3 separate regions of the Mus musculus genome follow, and all the other regions are linked to region 3. The links are chromatin contacts, called in public promoter capture Hi-C maps. All regions are on one chromosome and are shown on one strand. Each heading gives the region's core, a stretch centred on a gene start, on an enhancer-like site or on the middle of the called end of the contact. The rest is flanking DNA. Distances are from core to core; before and after follow the strand shown.

Evidence for each region. Promoter capture Hi-C pulls out the DNA fragments that hold promoters and counts their contacts. Capture Hi-C pulls out chosen DNA fragments and counts their contacts.
Region 1: a promoter capture Hi-C map of hippocampal neurons shows a contact between it and region 3, with 7 times the contacts expected there. The contact joins the enhancer-like site here to the promoter of Schip1 in region 3. A contact is called at or near these places in 11 of 39 promoter capture datasets (the 3T3-L1 cell line, cranial neural crest, embryonic stem cells and 3 more), 3 of 484 Hi-C or Micro-C datasets (cortical neurons and embryonic cerebral cortex), 2 of 115 datasets of contacts at active chromatin or transcription factors (embryonic basal ganglia and kidney) and 2 of 9 other capture datasets (embryonic stem cells and pancreatic islet).
Region 2: a promoter capture Hi-C map of pancreatic islet shows a contact between it and region 3, with 3 times the contacts expected there. The contact joins the promoter of Mfsd1 here to the promoter of Schip1 in region 3. A contact is called at or near these places in 6 of 39 promoter capture datasets (the C10 cell line, cranial neural crest, embryonic stem cells and 3 more), 2 of 15 datasets of contacts at CTCF or cohesin (large pre-B cells and pro-B cells), 1 of 484 Hi-C or Micro-C datasets (epidermal suprabasal cells), 15 of 115 datasets of contacts at active chromatin or transcription factors (craniofacial prominence, embryonic basal ganglia, embryonic fibroblasts and 9 more) and 3 of 9 other capture datasets (adipose tissue, embryonic stem cells and pancreatic islet).

The regions. Positions count from the first base shown.
Region 1 is chr3:68,402,866-68,405,565 of GRCm38.p6, reverse strand. The region is part of intron 4 of Iqschfp (Iqcj and Schip1 fusion protein); the gene reads right to left. The region is part of intron 1 of Schip1 (schwannomin interacting protein 1); the gene reads right to left. Among named protein-coding and RNA genes, the nearest start is that of Gm22073, 140 kb to the left of the region's middle. Within about 2 kb of position 1,440, at least 15 of the 459 cell types and tissues checked have an H3K27ac peak or open chromatin away from gene starts, as enhancers often do. A contact at or near this core is called in cortical neurons and hippocampal neurons, where this site is marked.
Region 2 is chr3:67,581,511-67,584,216 of GRCm38.p6, reverse strand. Mfsd1 (major facilitator superfamily domain containing 1) reads right to left here and starts at 1,449. Exons shown (of 16, transcript NM_025813.3): 1 at 1,240-1,449. The coding sequence starts at 1,399.
Region 3 is chr3:68,063,542-68,066,288 of GRCm38.p6, reverse strand. It overlaps Schip1 (schwannomin interacting protein 1), which reads right to left and starts at 1,487. Exons shown (of 8, transcript NM_001113421.1): 1 at 1,282-1,487. The coding sequence starts at 1,347. The region is part of intron 4 of Iqschfp (Iqcj and Schip1 fusion protein); the gene reads right to left.

The DNA of each region.
Region 1 (2,700 bases), core at 191-2,690, 340 kb before region 3:
AGCTCCCTCAATGGCTAGATCACCACAGCATTTGGAATCTTTACCCCAAGCCCAGGGACATGCCAATGCAGAACAGCTATGAAGATGGTTTCTTGGTAGTTTATTGATAATACCATGCCTGGTGCTGTCGAGACGACCCAGTAAGAAAAGTGCTGGCTCTTCAATCTTAAGGAGTGGCTTTGGTACCCAGGATCCACATAACAACTAGGGACATTCAGCATGTCTGAAGCCTCAGCACTGTGAGACAGAGACAGGCAGATGCCAGGAACCCATTCGTTAGCCATTTACGCCATCAGCGATCTTCAGGTTCACCGAGAGGCCTTGTCTAAACATAAAGAGGGGGAGCTATGGAAGAAAACACCTGATGTCAACCTCTGATCCCACATTCATATACACACAGGTCCATGCATGACTGCACATACCCACCCAATCACCCACCCACCTGCTTCCACCTACCCACAAAGACCAAAAAGGAAATAAAAAAGTAATATGCCTGAAGTCTGATCAAACAAAATTTACATCCCAAATCTAGTTGAAACTTATTTAGTATGGGGGCTGGAGAGATGGCTCAGCAGTTATGGCTAAGAGCATTGGCAGTTGTAGAGTACACTGGCTCAGTCAGTGAGATGGGAAGACTTTAAGAAGAACAGTCTTTATGATATCAGGTAGACACCCAAGTAGAAGCTGGGTGTATAGATCCAGAATTGGGCAGAAAGTTTCACTAAAGACCTCTATTTGGAGGTGGGTGGAGTTAAAGCTTAAAGATTGGACTAAGTTTCCCAAGGAAGGAGTCAGATGAGGACAGTGTCGGGGACAGAGCTGGGGACAGCTCAGCTTATAAGAGGCAAGTAGGTGATGACAAGGAGAGGCAGAGCTTTTTGCAGTAGAATTGTGGGAGCCTGAAACAGCATCAGTCCCTCCTCCATTCCTCAGAACTGAACATTCACAAGACTACACACACACACACACACACACACACACACACACACACACACACACACACACATGCACAGGAATCTCTCCACACACATGTGTGCACACATATGTAAATGCACACATATGTAAATATACACACATGCATGTGTATATAATGCTATATGAGATTTGCATTTTAAGATTGTATAGCCAGTAGAATCTGTGTGTGTGATGATGATGATGATGATGTGTGTGTGTGAGATGGTGTGTGTGTCAATGTTCATATTTCTCAAACATTCAACTTGCTCTTCAGCATCATATTTGGAAATGACTCCACAGTATAGGGACCTGTCTATTATGGATATAGAATGGGCTAGGTGATCGAGCCGAGTGCCCCTGCTAGTTCTGTGTCTTAGATGGGACTGGAACTGCAGATCCCTTTCTGAGCTCCTGCTCACCTCCTCCTCGCATTGGCAGGCAGTTCGCAGCCCTTTCTAGTGGGAGGAAGTGAGCCAGGCTCTGCTATTGAAACATTTGCCAGACTTCATGGCATTAGCCCATAAGCCTCTGCTTCTGCCAGAACAATGCTGGACCCAAAGCAGCCTTTACTATGACCTCAGAAGCTTCATAGCTGTAAGCCAATGCAAAGGGCTTCATGCAGATAATGGCATCCTTGGTTCCAAGCATCCTATGTTCCAATTTCTGTCTCCTGAAGAACAAACATATCACCATAGCAACCACATTCATGTACTGCACAACTGAGTGCCCCTCAGATCCATCCAGTTGCCTCTTCCCTATGGATGGCACTTATTAATTCAACATCAGACCTAACAATTAGCTTGTCTTCAGGAAGCTAATAGCTCTGATTCCCACTGCTGCACCTATGCCTAGGAGCTTCTGGGTGCTTACCACTGCTTCCCAGCAAGTGAAATGACATTCAGGCAGCAGGAAATGTCTGCCAATAAAATAAAAATCTAAACTGGTTGCCTTTTATTATCACTGAAATTATTCTCTCCACTTGACACAGATTTATTGGTCAGTTTAGACTGTGTGACAGATTTGGTTGTAGTCACACGAAGCGTGACTAACAGCCTTAGCTACATGCCTATAAACGGAGTATGATGTGCCCAGACATTATCACCATCTAATAATATCTGTAGGCTAATTATATAAAGGCTAGAGGAAATGGACACACCAGTAGCTGTGGCATGTGTGCAAATGGGGCCGTAGATGTGCTCTGGTGGCTGATTTGGGCTTCCAGGTGAAGCTTGGACATTTGAGGAAGGGTCACTGGTCTGTGTCTCTGTTGGAAGGTGGTCACTTTTGTCTTTTTCCTAGTGATTCAATGTTGCTTTGACACTTATTCCATTGGAACGTATGATTGACGTAACGTTTTTGGCTCTTACTGTGTATAGATTTCTAATGAAAGTGTGATATGCGAGGCAAACCCGTTACCCTTCTACTAATTTCTTTGCTGTGTGTTTTAGGAGAGTGTGTCCTGAAGAGACAACTCTTAACCCAGTTACTATGAATGTGACAGAGTAGTGACATAGTCATGTGTCCCTAAGGGCTCCAAGATGTCACTTGAAAAATGATGCTGTCTGTGGAAGAGGTGGTGTCGGGGAGAGGTAGCCCTGGGAACAGAGGACCAGGCTTAAGGTTCCATGTCTGTCATTGTGCAGCTGTGTAGCTGAGTGGTTTATAAATCCCTATGACCCTCAGTTTCTTTATCTGTGAACCTCACATGATTTTATTATGTGTGTCATGGAGCTAATGAAGGTAACA
Region 2 (2,706 bases), core at 200-2,699, 480 kb after region 3:
AACCAAACCAGTATTTGATATAGATCCTGATCCTGCAAACAAACAAACAAAAACAAACAAAAATACCCAGGAGCAAATAACTGAGTGAAAACTGGGCTAGAAACAAGAACAACACAAGCGCCAGTCTAAGGGATCAAATGAAAACTGGCAATGTCTCCTGGGAGCGGGGAAAGCTGACAGGCTTGAAGAAGCCCCAAGGTAACACTGCCTGTTTCCCCGCTGACTCTGTAAATACACAAAGCTAGCGGTCCAAAGGTGGAGAAGGCAGCTAGCGACAGGGCGGCTCTAGTTTCTCAAACCCAAACTTTCAGCCCAATCTACCTACCAAAAATAAACTGTCAACTTGAGTAGGGACAATTTCTTCAAGTGTTTTGTCTATGCTTACTGGTTATTGATTCTAAACCTAGAAACTTCTCCTTCAGGATTTAACTGCTTATAAGAAATTCAATACCATGGTTGGTTGGTTGGTTGGTTGAGACAAGATCTCACTTTGTAGCCCTGGCTGGCCTCTCTAGCGCACAGACATGTCCCTGTCTTCCAGTACTGAGATTAAAGGGCGCCACCACTATCAGCTCAATACGTTTTAAAGCAAATGAGTACCATCTTCTCAAAAATAAAGAAACCGAAGCCCAAAGTATCTTTTATAAACCAGGTGCATGTATTTCTGAATCTGATCCCCCTGAAACACTCTTTCAAGCCAAGCCAGTTGTTACGAATCCGAACAGTTTCAATGTAAACTAAAAACTGTAACACGGGAGGGAAGGGTGTCTTTAAAAGTAGCTAATGAAAGTGTTTTGCGCCAGATCAGATTTCATAAGTGAAACCAACTTAACAAGTGTGGTCCTGCAAGGCTGTCTCACAGAGGAAAGGTAAGAAAAGACTCCTACTAAGGTGTACTTAGCAGTGAACACTATCCAAAGCGGATCCGAGCTCTAAAAGAATACAAAGGAAAGCACTGGGGAATGGGAGGGGTCGCCTGGGGAGGGAGGAAGAGGGACTTAGTCACGCTCTGAAATTCCCCCAGCAACGTTCTGAAACTCTCGGGAGCACAGCTCTCCGGGAGAAAGATCTGAGTTTCCTTCTCATCTGCGTCCCCAGGGAGGAGCTGCTGAACACCGGGGCTTGGAGGAACAAACGTCACCTCGCTCCAGACACTTGGAAAAAGCGGGCTCCCGAGCCCAGGCAGCAGCGCGAACCCTGGAATCCCTCTATCATCTGCCCCAGCCGAGCCCCGCTCACCGAAGCCAAGGAAGCACATGAGCGACAGCACCACGAGCCGGTGCGCCAGGCGGCTGGGGTCGCAGAGCGCGGACAGAGCGCGAGGGGCGCCATGGACTGCGCTGTCCGCCTCGCGGCGGCCCCCAAGCAGCGCCCGATCTTCCCCATCCTCGTCCTCCATCAGCTTGCAGCCTGGAACGGAGCAGGAAGCAAAGGCAGGGCGGCAGCGGCAGCGGCAGCACTCACGTGATCACGTGTGTTCACGTGACTTGCTCGGGCCACGCCTCTCCGTGCTCACGTGAACGGTTGCTCACGTGGTGGCCGGGCTCCCGTGCTGCCTTTCTGTTCTGCCGATGGGGTATAGATCCGGTCGGGAGTGGGAGTGAGCGACCGGGTTCTCATTAACATCTGATTTAAAACCAGTAGGAAGTGGTGGTGCAGAAGTCGTGGTGGAAGGCTTGACCTGAACCCAGCTCAGTCCTCCCTCCCTCACTTCGCCAACTCTTCATGAAGAGTTGTTAAGTTGACCTGACGGAACAGCATATGATGTACCTGACACTTATGTACTAGAAAAGAGGACAAATTCTCTCACCTCTGAATATGGGTGAGAGAATTTCCTTAGGTGGACAGAAACTAATCATGTGGGTGGATGGATGGTGACTGCAGCTGAAAGAGTTATTGAATTCCTCTGGGTTTTATACGTTTATAATTACACGTTTATACTGATCTTGGAGTAAGAGGAAAGTCGAGTAAAGTAGAAACACGAACATCCTAAATGAGGAGCCATTCAGAGATGTCCAGCAGAGTATAGAGACCACTAGGTTTGTTTTGAGAAGTTTGATTTGGCAGCGCAGCCTTCTACCCCACATTTCTAGGTTTGCCGAGTCTTTGCAGTAGAATTTTGAGTGTAGCAAGGCTAGGTGCTAAATAGCTGTAAAGCGTGCCGCAGAAGTGAAAGTGAGAGGCTCAAAGCTGGAGCTATCGCACCAAGGAGAGATCCAGTGACTAAATGAGGACTTGCTTAAACAATAGCACCTGGGATTTGAAAAAGGAGGAGGACTTTTGAGTGTTTTCTAGACTCCTAGCTTGGGCCCTCCAAAGAGATCCAAATATGGGGGATGGGGAAGCAGAGGGACTGTGTCAGAGAGATACCGTTTGGAATGTTTATGCATAGCCTGCTGTCTACCTTGCATTCCCCTGACTAACACTGTGCAGTTGCCAGCACAGTGGTCATACCCCACCTTGGGCTTAATCTTTCACTCAGCATCAGCTGTACTACAATGAAGGGCCTAGACCATCAGTTTACATTCCTTGGCTTTGTCCACAGTATAGATTACTGTCTTGTGCTGGCTAGTTTTATGTCAACTTGACACAAGCTGAAGTCATCTGAGAGGAGGGAGCCTCAGTTGAGAAAATGCCTCCATGGAATGAACCTGTAGGCAAGGCTGTAGGACATTTTCTTAATTAATGACTGTTGGGGAGGGCCCA
Region 3 (2,747 bases), core at 238-2,737:
AAGATCTGGGTGGTAAAGCTAGGTTTCACACATTTCAAATCGCTTAGTTCTCTTAAATATTGAGATCAATTTAGGAAAGCTCTAGTGTATCTACTAAGCAAAGCTGTCAAAAATACATATAACAATAGCACCTTAGTGCAAAATTAAGTCATGTCTTTTTAAATTATACATTTCACATACTGTCAAGAATAAGTACCATTTATCTAAAAATCAAATGGCAAGTTACTGAAGAGTTAAGATGAATGGCAATTCAGCTGAAATTAATATATAATAGAAAGAAATATCTATGCTTGATGTTTTCAAATATAAGAACCATCAAGAGAAGTGAGTTTTATATCATAATAACATTAAAAGAGTGTCGTTATACTTTAAAGTAAAGGGTTTAGCATATGTGTCTGAAACTATATTTAACTGGCCTGAAAAAATTTTTTTCTTTAATTATGTTTTAAATGGCCCTATGTTCTCCTACACAGAATATGTGCTGGGGTCGTTATTGGCAGCAATTAAGAGGATCTTCTCCCTTGGTTGTGTGAGGTTGTAATATACAGTTCTCCAGGGGTGTACGGATGATTTGTAAGGGTGGCTAAAGAATGATTGGGGGGGGGACGACAATAAATTTGTTGTTTTTGAATTTTTAATTTAAACAGTTAAGTTGGAAGTTTTGAAACTAAATAAATATATCTAGTGATACTAAGATAGCAATTTCAATAGCCCATATCTAATCATGTTATTTTAAGAAGCTGCTTATAACCTCCATCAGTTCCGCTGTATGTATTTGATGCAAATAAATGCCAGCGCTTTAAGTCACAATTGTCACCTGTGTGTCTGAACATTAGGACAGCTAAGTGCTCTTTTGGAATGGAAATTATGATCTGTGGTCTAAGAGTTTAACTGCTCTTCAGGTTAGTGACCAATCAGAAACCCCCTTTCAGCCCCTTCTGATTACAAAGAGCAACAAACTGCACATTTGAAACTATCTATGTATGTTTATAAAATGATAGTTCCAAAACATCTGGATTGTATATTTTCAGTGTAGTTAATTTGTGTTGGAGTTTTAACTTTCAACATTCTCAAAATTCAAAGTACAGACATTCACATCATAGAATGCAATATTTTCTTTAAATGAGCATATTAGCTCTTTCTAAAATAACATTTACCTGGTTGTCTCTAAACTTTAAAATGCAGTGAAGAACCTATCTTTTATAGTGTCTGTTTTATTAGACTTGGGGGTTACTGTTCCCATATGTCTATGGTATACAAGACTGGATGTGGAAAACTTACTCTGTCAGCTTGCTTGCCTGGGTCGCAGTCCCACGCGGCCCTTACGCGCTGCTCAGACCTCTCCATGGTGCTGAAGAGCTACCCTCGTCCATTTGAGAAGGAAGAGCGGTTCACTGAAACCGCCTTGGAAAGGAATCCATAGAGAGCCACTTTGTTAGCAGGTAAAGTTACCTAGAGAGTTTCTACAGCGCATGCCGCGAGGTGTGATGTCTCCCCTTTAGTTAACAACCCCGGCAGCTTAAAGCAAATCTTGGAGCATAAATCTTCAAAACTGAAGGAAAAATGTAAGTTTCCCAAGAGAAGAAACTGCCTGGTTTTTGTCTGCGTTGTTCAAATAGGGGGAATAAACATACAAAGATGACCAGGCTCCTTGGAGAACAGAGAAGTCCAAAGAGAGAACCTCTTGATCTTTATGAAGAGAACAATTCCCCTCTAATATGAAGCACTTGATTCACCTAATCTTCATTAACTTAAAAAATATATGAAAATAAAGCTGAAAACTCCACAAGGCTCCATTGTGGAATTCCACGATACACACTGTGCAAGCAGCTCTGCCTCCCTCTCGTCCCGGCTTCTGTCTGCTGAAGATTCTCACAGCAAATATCAGCAGACTCTTCTGCTTCTCGTAGGTTACCTCTTTCTGAGGCTGGAATGTATAAAGAGCCACATGACACCCAGTGATGTCATCTTGAAAGCAGGTCACAGTTGCTGCCGTATGTAGATGAAATCCTTCTATTAAGTATTTAGCATAATGATTTTCTTGAAAATCTATTTGCATCAAATAACTTGGTCTTCCACCAATACGGTTAACCCTATCAACAGAATGCCTCAAAGAGGTCGATTCCCAGCTCACACGCGAAGCCGTCTCGGGGTGAGCTGGGATGAGCTTCTGGTGTGCCTCAGGAGATGTGTCATTATGATCAACTCATGAAGAGTGTGAAGCCCCTTCTCTGCTCCCCAGGAGCTGCCGTAGAAACGAGAATGATTTCTTCAGACATGGAATCTACTTCGAAAACAACTCAGAATTTTTAGCACGTTAAAAAAAAATGTAATCTTCTAAAAATCAGATCACCATGACTGAGAAATAAAAGCTCAAGCAACTCCCTTCAACTCCTAACACTATTTTATTTAATGGGATAAAACATTTCAAAAGCATCAAAAACTTACTACTTCTGAAAAGATTTGAATTGTATTTTCAAAAAGTTGGTAGGGAGCTTTCTTTAATTATTCACAGATGTTTTAAATACAGAATGAAGAAATAGTTAAAATGTTAACGATATATTCTAAATAAGCCACTGTAAAAGATAACATACAGGTACAGTTTTAAGGAACTTAGGATGAGAGTGTCCAGTTTTATTCTATACAGCATGCTTCTCTTTTATTTCTAGTTAGTCACATAGCCTAATTAAAGATTTTTTTTTTCAGTCATGATTGGCAAAACTTCCCCATGCGTGAACTCAGTAGGT